Regions from separate parts of the Mus musculus genome. Here region 1 is linked to region 2. The links are chromatin contacts, called in public HiCAR-type maps. All regions are on one chromosome and are shown on one strand. Each heading gives the region's core, a stretch centred on a gene start, on an enhancer-like site or on the middle of the called end of the contact. The rest is flanking DNA. Distances are from core to core; before and after follow the strand shown.

What was found. HiCAR-type assays count read pairs that join an accessible place to other places.
Region 1: a HiCAR-type map of astrocytes shows a contact between it and region 2, with 2.4 times the contacts expected there. The contact joins two enhancer-like sites. A contact is called at or near these places in 2 of 15 datasets of contacts at CTCF or cohesin (both in the NIH/3T3 cell line), 3 of 115 datasets of contacts at active chromatin or transcription factors (astrocytes and embryonic stem cells) and 1 of 9 other capture datasets (embryonic tail).

The regions. Positions count from the first base shown.
Region 1 is chr1:189,182,004-189,188,019 of GRCm38.p6, reverse strand. No RefSeq gene overlaps it. Among named protein-coding and RNA genes, the nearest start is that of Gm36561, 150 kb to the right of the region's middle. RefSeq lists an enhancer at 1-746. Within about 2 kb of position 2,594, at least 33 of the 459 cell types and tissues checked have an H3K27ac peak or open chromatin away from gene starts, as enhancers often do. A contact at or near this core is called in astrocytes, where this site is marked.
Region 2 is chr1:189,020,758-189,026,840 of GRCm38.p6, reverse strand. No RefSeq gene overlaps it. Among named protein-coding and RNA genes, the nearest start is that of Gm36561, 11 kb to the left of the region's middle. Within about 2 kb of position 3,295, at least 5 of the 459 cell types and tissues checked have an H3K27ac peak or open chromatin away from gene starts, as enhancers often do. A contact at or near this core is called in astrocytes, where this site is marked.

The DNA.
Region 1 (6,016 bases), core at 1,345-3,844, 160 kb before region 2:
TTGAGGTCTGCATTCCGTGTCGAGGGGTACTTTGCTCCGTGGAGATTGTGAACTCTTTGGCACGCCTGAATTGTTACTTTTCTATAGAAGAGCTTTATCCCAGCATGCTGGCATGCTAGCTAGCAAGTGGAGCATTTGTTCCCCTGGTTTCCCATGCGGTAGCTATTTATGTGTCTCCAAGGCAATTCTCACTACAATGCGGCATGTGCAGATTAGAAGTCCACGGTCAGGAAAGAATGAAGGCCCTGGAGGACCCATTCGATCAACGGACTGAGAATCAACATGAGCTAGAACAAAACAGACTGGAAGTTTTAACACCCACTGAACAAAGGTGAGAGCTATCTGGGTTTGCTTATTAAGATCCCATTTGCCCAAAATACACACATTACAGTAATGATTAGTCTTATAGTGAGTATAGTAGTTATTATGGGAAAACAAGCTTGAATTTTAAATCTGTGTTTCTAGCAGAGACTAGTCTAGTGGGCAGCTTTGTAGAAAATGTATTTTAATTGTTACTTTTCTAATAATTTAATTTATGATCCAAATTTAAATTATAGTCTACGACGCTAATGCTCATTGTCCAAGACACATGTAGTAGAGAGTGAATTTCCAAGATTCAAACTTACACATTCCAAAGTTTTCCAAACTCATTTTAAAGCATTTTCAGACAAGGTTTCTGGCTTTGCGATCTCTCTCTTTGGGCTGATTTTATATAAATGTGTGATATCCAGGAAGTGTCTGGGGAGCCTGCGGTGCACTTCTTTATATCTGCCTATGTACAAACGGAAGCCATATATTTTATTAGGCAACACCAAGGGCTTTATAAACACTGACATTTAACCATCCCAAGAACCCAAGGAGGTACGTTGCATTACTTTCATCTTACATAAAAGGAAACTGTCCCTTAGTCAAGCCAAATAATTCTCTGATGGTGGCGCTTTTCATCAGTTAGAGTGGTCTGTAAAATTCACCTACCTTTCACTACAAAAAAAGTATCTAAGGCTTGAGGATCGTCTTGGCTAGGGCTTAGCCCCCCCCCCCCCCCCCCCCCCCCGTTTAGCTGCTAGTAAGGTAATAAGAATTTTTCTTCTCTCCTTTTTATGCCTCACTAACTGCATATAGATGTTTTATTAATTTATCTGAACCGTAGACTTTTAACATCACAGTCCCACACGTGGTGTGGCATCAGCAGCTCAGATCTGTTTAAGGCCTCTCCGTGGTTCTAGGCTGAGGTCCATTTTGACACTTTCTATGGTGGATGCCACCAAAGATCTGCAGAGGCTTCTTCATGCTGAGCCCTGCTACTTCAGACTTACCCTGCACTCAACCTACTGCTCATATCTACATTTGCATTAGAGTCCAACCAAGAGACTAGTATGAACCTGGGGAAAGGAGGTGCTAGACACTTTCAATTGCTCTGTGCCTGGCGGCACTGTGTACAGTTGGGCACTTTGGGGAATTCCTCAGGGCTGGGCATTCAGGTTCTCTGGATGTAGGACGAGCCATCATGGTATTTTTTCCCTGAGTAACCATTGTTGGTGGTAACTATAGTAACCCCAAAGGAAATACAGTTTTTACGAAGAGTATACTCCCTTTAAATTATTTTATTTTATGAGTTTAGAAGTGCTGCCTACATGTATGCCTGTGTACCATGTATGTGCCTAGTGCCCACAGAGACCAGCAGTGGGCATCAGATTTCCTAGGACTGGCGTTAGTTGTCTATCACCCTGTGGGTGGTAGGAATTGAACACAGCTCCTCTGGAAGAACAGGTGGTTTTCGTAACTGCTGAAGTACATATAGTTTCAGGCCAAGGGTAGAGTGTGCTTGAAATAGGAAAATGTACATAAAATTTCCTTTCTGATGACTTTTTTTTTTCACTCTTTACTAATAAGACTTTTGTTACTCGGAAAATACGGGCACATCTTTCCTGAAGAGAATTAAGAATTAATAAATAGAAATGACTCTCCTGGACTTTCTTCACAACATGGAATTTCTTAAGAACTGAAAGACAGCCATAGCAGGGTCCCCCCTCAAGGGAACCTACCCCCCCCCCAATTTGGGCTCGGTGGACAATGTTAAAGATATAGCATTACTGATATCATTGCTGTAACATGGTAAAATACCATATTCTTAAAATAGCACTTTAAAGAGGAAGGAAATGGATTGTGTATATTTATCCCATGTTTGAATGCGTGATTATAACTTAATCTAAACTCATTCAAAATTACACACTGAACAGACATCCAGAATGAACTATTATGCTTTCTCCTAGTGTTACAGCTTCTCCTTAATTGAGTGCATTCACAAATAATTACTCATTTGCTGCCTTTTGGTGGCCCTCAGCAGTTTCATTGTTGGTGCGTTCTCAGACACTCAGATTTCCAGACAAATTTTCTTTGGCTAACTATGTTTAGCCTGAACGTGAGTCTGGAAAATGAGCTAGCCACTGCCCCTTCATTTGTCTTTAATTTGTTTATGTTTACTGTCGCCAGAGGCATCTGTGTCTTTAAGGCTTGTCACACTCAGTGGGCTATTTTCTGCAGTATCAGGTGCCCACAGTGCTATCCAGCAGGAACTGAAAGCAGCCAGGACTTCACTGCAGCCTTTTGTGAGAGGCCAAGGTCACGCTGTGCAGCAAAGCTTGGAGAATTCTTCCCAGCCTCAGGGTTCTTCAAAGCTCTGTCTATCGCAGACAGTTTCTCTGCCCCCACATCTTCTCCACCCCACGGCTCCCCCACTCTACTCCCTCCTGATACCACCAGTATGCTTTCTCTGCTTCTCTGATTTTCCTTCTTGTGGGTCTCTGCCCGTCCTGACGGTATGAAGTGCAGGCCTCCACAGGCTTTGTACCACTAGGCATCTAGTCAGGGAACCAAGCAAGGGCTGAGAGAGAGCAATGGGAGTTAACTGTCTAAGAAATGGGAAGGAAAACAGGTACCAGGGATAGTAAGTATAGAAAGTGCCTGCTACCCAGAAAGTCGAGTGTCACAATGCACAGTGCCAAAGAGCACTCTGTCTGTTACTTTTACTGGGGAGAAGTTAAAGTGACCTGTATATCCCAAAAGGAGCAATGACAGTAGACCCAAGAAACTAGTCCATCCAAGAGTAGTTTAGCGAACCAGAGTTTACTGGGGCTACGTACACGTGATCAGTTTCTTCTAACAACAAGGTGACTCTAAGGCACCTGTGTTAGTGAGTCACCCCAGTGCAGGTAACTCACAGGAGCTCCCTCTCCTTAGCTCTGTGCACAATTTGCAGGCAGGTCTGCTAGTCAGAGAGTCTGCTCTCTCTGGAGGTCCTTACTGCTTCTATAACCTCGGGGAGGAACCTTTGAGTCTTGTAACTTTCAGGAACTTCCTGAGTTGTCTACCTTTGAATTTTAAGTGTCTCTCCCCTCCCCTCTGAAGGAAACCCGTCTGTAGCCATCAAGGACACATTTCCAGCTCTTCTGAAGATCCTTTGGGACATTAACAAAGCATGTTCAAATTTGGCTTGTGCTGCCTCAGAAACAGAAAATGAAATAATAATAATAACAATAATAATAAAACCATTCAGTGCTGTGTGTTTTCACTTTCTTTTTTGGGTGTGTGTGTGTGTGTTTTCACTTTCAATGGTTATGATGGTTAATCTTGATTATTGTCTAGACAGCATTTAGTGTCTCCCAGAAGACACGTCTGGGCTAGTCCATTAGAGTGCTTCCATAGAGGTTCTACTAAGGTCGGATGACACGCTCTGAGTGTGGGTGGTGTCTTCCCATGGGCTAGGTTCCCTGAAAAAGATAGTGGAGCATCAGACACAGCACTCTACTTGCTGACTGCAGACATGATCTGAGAGCTGCCTCGTGCCTCTGCTGCTGCAAGTATAGCCACACTGGGGTCATGATAGATTGTACCCTCAGTCTGTGGCCAACGTAGACTCTCCCTTCCTTCCTCAACTTGATTCTGTCAGGTACTTTATCCCAGCAATTGACTAGTGCAGTGGGGAACAGTCAAATTTTCCATACCTCAGGACCATGGATTTGTATTTTACCCAGTTTGTCCCCCATGCTAAAGTTCCCTATCAGGAAGTATCTGAAATCCTATTGCTTCATGCACATGTGCTCTGTTTAGCAAAACAAGATACACATAGTAGGCCAGTGCGGTAGAGTGTGAAATTGTCAAGGCATCCAGACCTCTGTGGGGCACTCACCCCAAGGACTAAAGACAGGGCAGAGTTCTGAGGGAAAAAAGGCAAAGGCTCAGTGCTGGCCCTGTAGGGAAGCAAGCACGACACCAGCACTCCTTGCCCTGAATCAGTGCTAAGGAAACAGCACCTGTCTGGTTAATGATTGCTTTCTCGTGCCTGGGCTTGTGCATACATACTCATACAAGGTAGATATGTTTGCATACTGTAAAAATTCCAGCAACGGGGAGGCTGAGGCAGGGGGAATGACAAGTTTTAGGTACCTGGGATATATAATGAGCTTCATGGAAGCCAGTACAAAATAGGAAGGCTCTCTGTCAAAAAGACACATAAGCAAACACACAGAGATTATATCCAAAAAAGCCACTGCCATAGAAGCCACAATATTATTCATTTCATAATTTCAAATTATTCTCCTAGATCCACAAACACTGTGCCCAAGCTGAGCATTTAGCCTAAATGGGGAACAGCACCAATTTCTGAATCTTTCAAGAGATGACACTAAATTCTGCCGTGGATTTTATCAGAGACAAAGACAGGGATGCAGCTGTGTAGCTAGGACACTAGTCTTATGAAATACTTAGAACACGGGACAAGCTATCTCAGCGTTTCCAATTGACTAGAGCTTTGAAACATTCTCTAACCTGTTCTCAATAGACCCTCGTTTCTATTGGTGGAGTGTAGAGTAGGATTGTAGGAATCTGGCAGCTTAGAGGGGCCAGGTGCCTCTGAAGCATGCTGAGGTCCCCCCACATCCAGGGCACATCTCTGATAAATTAATTTGAGTTTCTTTGTGAGAAATTTAAAAGGTTTCCTGGAAGAATAGACAACTGGTCTAGGGCAGTCGCCTCCCTCCAGAGTCTGAAACTTCATTTGAAAGCCTCAGTTCATGAATTCACATAGGTTGGGAACCTCAGTGAGAAGCCATTACTCCCCCAACCCCCCACCACTATAGTAGCCTTAAGCCTTTTTAGAGGAAATTTCATTTTAGCTGACTATTGATTCATCCCTAGGTAATATTTATCAATTAGCAATTACCCAAGGACTATGAAGTATAAGCAATTCTGCCTTAAAAAAATGGAAACTTCTAATACATACAACAAATTGGATTAAACTGGAGAATATACCAACAGAAATAAACCGAACACAAAAATATACCATCTAATCCATACTAGACTCTTTTAAAAAATCTAAATTCATAGAAATAGAGTGACATTGGGTTCCTAGGAGCTTGTGGGGCATGGGAGGGGGTTGGGTGATTAATGTTGGTCAAAGAAAGCTGACCTTAAGTTATGAGTAAGCTCAGGAATCATATGATATGAATTTTTATTATAAGAGATTAAGGAGCAAATAAAGGACTGGAGAGATGGCTCAGTGGTAAAGAGGCCTGCTGTGCAAGCTTGACAACCTGAGCTTCATGCCTAGAGCCCACATGGTAGAAAGAGAACCAACTTCACACACACGCACACGCACACACACACACACACTTTTTAAATCACCTACGGTATTGGAAAGCATACTTCTTAGTTTGGGGGTATTTTTAGAGACAGTTGGCTTATGAACATTCCAACATAATCAATGGATCAATCCTTTGATGGATTCATAACATCGGGGTATTACTGGGAGGGGGCAAAGAGTAGGAGATGGGCCTGTGCAAGTAGTGTCCTACACTGAACTCTACTGCATGGGTTGCTTACTTGCTTACCTGCTTGCTTGCTTACTTCTTACCTGCTTGCTTGCTTACCTGCTTACCTGCTTGCTTGCTTACTTGCCTGCCAGCTGTGAAATGATCAGCTTTCCTCTGTGACACAATGTTCTGCCCAAGCATCTGGA
Region 2 (6,083 bases), core at 2,046-4,545:
GTCAAGCAATGTTATGGTCTGTTAGGTACTGGTTCTTACATGTATTTGAGCAAGCTTAATCTTTGCCTCCCTGTGACAGCCACGATGTCAGGTTGCAGGCCTACTTCCTGTGATCCACAAGTTTGGGAGGCAGACAAATGTAACCAGTCATTTGACAGTGTAACGGCACCCTCAGGAAATGCAGAGATCGTCGGAGGCAGCTGGGTCTGTTCTGAGAGCAAGGGACAATGAGTGAATGACCCAGTGGGTACCACTGAGAAAGGGGATCTCGGCAAAATTCAAGGTCCAGGCTAAGAAAGTTTTAGAAATTGGAAAGTGATTCTGTGTGATATGTTGGGCAGGCCACTCACTTCTTGGATCTGTTATATCTGTATTTAATTTCCATTTTTCTTCTATGTGTCTTCAAAATATCTCATTACTAGGAAAGAAACTGGCTCTTTTCAACCATGACATGTCATTTTTAGACAATAGCAATTTGACTTTCAAAAGCATACATCATATCATTGCAGTGTAAATAACATAATGTTATATTTTTATTCTCCAGCGTAAAATGTATTCTGAATTTTATTCCACTGGGAAAAGAGAGATGTGTTAAAAGGCAAACTCAAGAAGTAGGCACAGGTGCATAGAGAGGCAATAATTTGTCTGTTGATTTTGTGTCCTGCAACTTCATGGAAAGTCTTTATTAGATTTACATTTTTCTGATGGGATCTGTGTAGTCTTTAAATAAGCACTCATGATGTCAGCAAATAGTGGTATTGAGACTGCTTCCTTTCTAATTTTTATATTTTTCTTGCCTTATTTTCTTGAAGACGGAGTGCTAAATAGAGTACGAGCAGGGCAGGTGGTGTTGGGTCATCGTTCCAGATGTTATGTAAAATGCTTTCTGTTTTTCTCACATCATATAATCTTGGCTGTAGGTTTGTCATATTTAGCCTTTATTATGTGGAGGTAAATTCCATATAATCCCAGTTTATTTGAGTCTTCGATCATCGAGGTATGTTGAACTTTCTCAAATGCTTTTTCTACAACTATAGGCATGATCCTGTGATTTCTGATTTATTTACTGAATTGTATATATTGGACAACTTTGCTTTCCTAGGATGCATGTGCCCTCCCCCAGCACTGAGCAGACAGGCTCAGATCTTGTTTGCCACAGTTGCTAGCTCACCTAGAGTGGAGTCTTCCGACCTAGGTAAAGTCTATTGTCTGCCACATCTGCAGCTTCCTGCAAGAAGCCACCACCTGCTGAGCAGCCTGGGCTCATTTTCCTGAGGAGTTCCTGGCATAATGTGGGATGGATGGGTCTCCCCCCTTTAAATTCAGACCCTAGAATTAAAACATTGAGCCTTGATCAGAGAACTTTGTCTTGGCTCGTTATTTCTCTCGCCATCCTTCCCATCCATCCCCAGCTTTCCTTTCAGGAACCCAGGAAACCATGGCCCCTGGCAGCTACAAATGAAACCAACTTGTTCATAGCATTTGTCTTTCATGTGTTCTCCAATTTAGTTTGCAAGTATTTTATTGAGGATTTTTCTTTATTTGTTTGAGAATTTTTCTATATTTGTTAGAGAAGTCGGTCAAGTGTGTGTGTGTGTGTGTGTGTGTGTGTGTGTGTGTGTGTGTTTGTATGCCTTTGTATGACTTTATCTGATTTTGAAATCAGGGCAGTCCTGACTTTGTAAGAAGTTTGCTAATGTCCTGTGCCTTTCTCTTTTGTGGATCAGTTTACAAAATGCTGGCATTACATCTTCCTTTTCACTCTGGTAGAACTTACCCGTGAACAGCCATCCCTGAGCCTTTCTTTGTTAAGAAAAATTTAACTCCTATTTTGTTCTGTGGATTGTCTCAAGTCTTTTTAAATTGTTCATGTCTTATAACTTTACATTTGGTAGTCATAAGCATTTAAACCTTTATAACTTCTAGATTTTGTCCAGTATGTTGATTATATTCTGAAAGCATTACAAATGATGTTCTGGATCTCAATGAAATCTATATAACAGCTTCCCTCTGTGTACTATTTTATTTATATGGGTTCTTTTCTCTCTCTGGTCTGTCTGCTTAGTGTTCTGTTGCTCTGAAAAGATACCATGACCATGACAACTCTTCTAAAAGGAGGTTGTTTAGTCCATTTTCATCATGTCAGGAGCACAGCAGTGTGCAGACAGCGCAGTGCTGAAGCAGTAGTTGAGAGTTCTACTTCTAGATTCACGGGCATCAGGAAGAGAAGTAGCCACGAGGCTCAGAATGAGCTATTGGAAACCTCAGAGCCCACCACCAGCAACAGGCTTCCTCCAACAAAGTCACAGCCCCTAATCCTTTCAAATAGTACCACTCCCTGGTGACCAAGCCTTCAAGCCTATGAGCCTGTTGGGGCTCACTGTTATATGGACTATCACACCATCCATCCATCCATCCATCCATCCATCCATCCATCCATCCATTCATCTATCATATCTATCTGACTGTCTATCAATCAATCTATACCTATATCTATCTATCTATCTATCTATCTATCTATCTATCTATCTATCATCCATCTATCCATTTATCTTTCTATCAATCATCTATTCTCTATTTCTCTCTCTCTCTCTCTCTCTCTCTCTCTCTCTCTCTCTCTCTGCCTGCCCCCTCTCAGCTAGGGAGTTGGCAATCCGAAATTCTTTTAATCTTTCCAAAATCCAACTTCTCATTTGGTTGGTCTAGAAGCTCTACTTTCTCTTTCTGTTTTGTTTGGTCTAAATCATGATTGATGTCTACTGTTGGCTTGGGTTTGGCTTCATTTTTTTTTTCTGGAGCTTTGGGGTACTTATTTGAGCTCATTGGTTTATTTACATTTGAGCTCTCTAATATTTGAGAAAAGTGGTTATAGTTACAAACTTTGTTCTTGACTGCCTTGGCTGTGTCCCAGAGTTTCTGGTAGGCAGTGACCTCATTCCCACTTGATTCTAAGAATGTTTAATTGGTCTCTTTAATTTCTTCAATGACTCACCCAGTGTTCATTCAAAAATGCATTGACAATCTCCAAGTTCTTATGTATTTGTGCATGCGTATGTTGGGAGGGGGTGGTAATCCTTGCTAGTTTTATTCCATGAGGTTTGAAAAGTATATTCATGAGCCAACTTGGGCTCAGAGAGACAAAAACTGCATATTCTTTCTCGTATGTGGATCCTAGCATCTAAGCTAGAAAAAGGGAAAGGGACCCTTGTGATGAAATAGCAAAAGGGAGGGGCCTGGGATGGGTGGGGCACACATGGCACAGGCATGGGAGATGGTGCAGGGGTGAGGGAAGGAGTGAAAATGCCATCAAACTCTGCCCCTCTGTGGTAATTAAAAATCCAATATAATAAGTTAAAGGTAGATATAAAACAATTTTGAAAGAATGTTGCCATCTAGTGGCCAAGCTAAGGAATTCACTTAGACGATCATGTTTTCTAAAAATGTGGCTGTTTTATATTCACTAAGTAAATAGTGTCCTATTCACTAAAAGTTATACTTTCTTTTTGCGCTCAGTTTTCAGGCTTCCAAAAATTTATTCTCAGGTATGGCCTGCTTCCCAAAGAAGCAGTTTCTCCAGGTAAAAGCAAGATGTATATCTGTTAAGTATTTGGTATGTCTTAATCTCAGAGGACACTAATACTCTGGGCATGGCTCTCTTCCTTGCATGTGTACTTGTGTGCACCTGGATAGTTTGATGATGTCACAGGCCCATGAAGACTGAGCAGCCTGCATGAACAGTCGATCAGACTCTGGCATTGTCTTACGGTTGGGTGTGGTCTCTCCATCTGCCGCCTGGTTCCATGCTCTCACTTTTCCTCTCAGGGGGGCTTGGTCTGATTTTCCTCTCCCTCTCTGGGGGGTTTGGTCTAATTTTCCTCTCAGGGAATCGTTTTATTTCAGCTCTTTACCTTAAGGTTATATCTGAAGAACTCATGGGGCCAGATGTCCTCATAGCTCACCTCTTAGGTGCCATACCCTAGCCTTCCTCTGTTGACATCGAGTTTCTGTCCTCTGTTCTCATTGGCGATTCTTGCTTTCCCTCACTTTTGCTCTTTTAACCAACACTGGGCAACTTCCCATGGATCATCTCCCAATAATGTGTTGTTGCTGGTCATGCATGTAGCTTTGTTAGTGTCTGAAAATACCACCCTGTTCCTTGACCCTGTAACTTAGTCATCCTATTCTCTATCAGTGCCTTCTATTCACCCAAGGTAGGGACCCATGAGAGAACAAGGAAATTATTTATATAAGTCCAGCTTGGTGAACCCATGACATTTTTATTTTTGCTTACATACAGGAACATGTGTGAAAGGTTGCTTTCTAAAATGATTCTAAAACAGGTGCATCACCAAAGAGTCCCACCCAAGCAGGGGTCACAGTCTCCCAGTGTTGGGAGCCGCCCTCACATTCGCCGTTACAAGATGGCGCTGACATCCTGTGTTCTAAGTGGTAAACAAATAATCTGCGCATGTGCCAAGGGTAGTTCTCTACCCCATGTGCTCTGCCTTCCCCGTGACGACAACTCAGCCAATGGGCTGCAGCCAATCAGGGAGTGACACGTCCTAGGCGGAGGATAATTCTCCTTAAAAGGGACGGGGTTTTGCCATTCTCTCTCTTGCTCTCTTGCTCTCTTGCGCTCTGGCTCCTAAAGATGTAAGCAATAGAGCTCTTGCTCTCTCTCTTGCGCTCTTGCTCTCTTGCGCTCTGGCTCCTAAAGATGTAAGCAATAGAGCTCTTGCTCTTGCTCTCTTGCTCTCTGGCTCCTAAAGATGTAAGCAATAAAGCTTTTGCCGCAGAAGATTCCGGTTTGTTGCGTTCTTCCTGGCCGGTCTCGAGAACGCATGTAAGATCCCAGAAGCTGCATAAATGGATTCTTCCATTCAGTCAACACTTCCATACTCTAGCGCCTCCTGAGACTGCATGCAGCTGGGATGGATGCATGGAAGAACTTGTGTGACTGAGCAGTTGTGTCAAAAATTATAAGCTGCTGAGAGCACCTTATAATTATGGTTTTTTTTGCCATGGCTTTGCATGGCCTGGCTCCCAGAATCCTGACAATACGGCTACAAGAGAATGAAGAAATCACAGACATAGAGAAGTTGGGATCAAGTGGTTTGGGCTTTCTGATGGAGAAGCCACACTTCCTGCTTTATTGTATGCAATGGAACAGGAAGCTGGAGCTATTATAAATGCTAAACAAGGAGGCAGGCTTGTCTAATCTGGGTAGGAGCTGTCTCTATAGGGGAGCAGTCTTCAGGCTGTAACATCTGAGGTGAGAAAGCTGTGGTGGAGATTTTCTGCATACACTATCAACACTCATACTCACCCCTGAGGAAGGCTCTGCCACTCCATGAGTCTGAGGCACCCGTCCTTTGACATAGCCATGTTCACAGGTCTGAGGCACCTGTCCCTTGACATGTCCTTGCTCATGGGTCTGAGGCACCTGTCTTATGACATGTCCTTGCTCATGGGTCTTAGGTGCTTATCTCTTGAAATGGCCATGCTCACGGGTCCGAGGCACGTCCCCCTTGACATAGCAATACATTTGATCAGGGCTTCACCTACACCCTGTAGTTTTAAAATTACATTATACAATTGACATTTATTTTTCTGTAATTTGCTAATGGTTAGTTTTTTCTGTCTGCCTTCATCACCAAGTTGTACATTCACAGGCTCAAGACTTTATCTTTACCGTGACTTTGCCCAACACGGTCCACCTGGTCCATTCATGGTGCTTTGTAAACAGGTGTACACGCAAAGGACTAACAACCCAGGGACAGATGCTGAGGGACGCTTGCGCTTTCCCAGAGGGATAAGGATCACGGGAGTGCGGAATGTTTATGGCAGAGGTGTGTGCCCCTCGAGCATTTAACACACAAAGGAAGTGTGTGTGGCAAGTTCACAGTGGCGAGTCAGGAAAGTCTGGGAGGACACAGAGTGCAGAGAAAGACAGAGTCAGTCAGGTAAGAAGACCAGAAGAAAACAGAGACAGTGAATACTGGGTAGCTTTCAAATTTATTTAGATAGAATTTTATATATTGAAGATTAGCGTTGGTCTTGAAGGAAGGCTCGGCCTCAGGGAT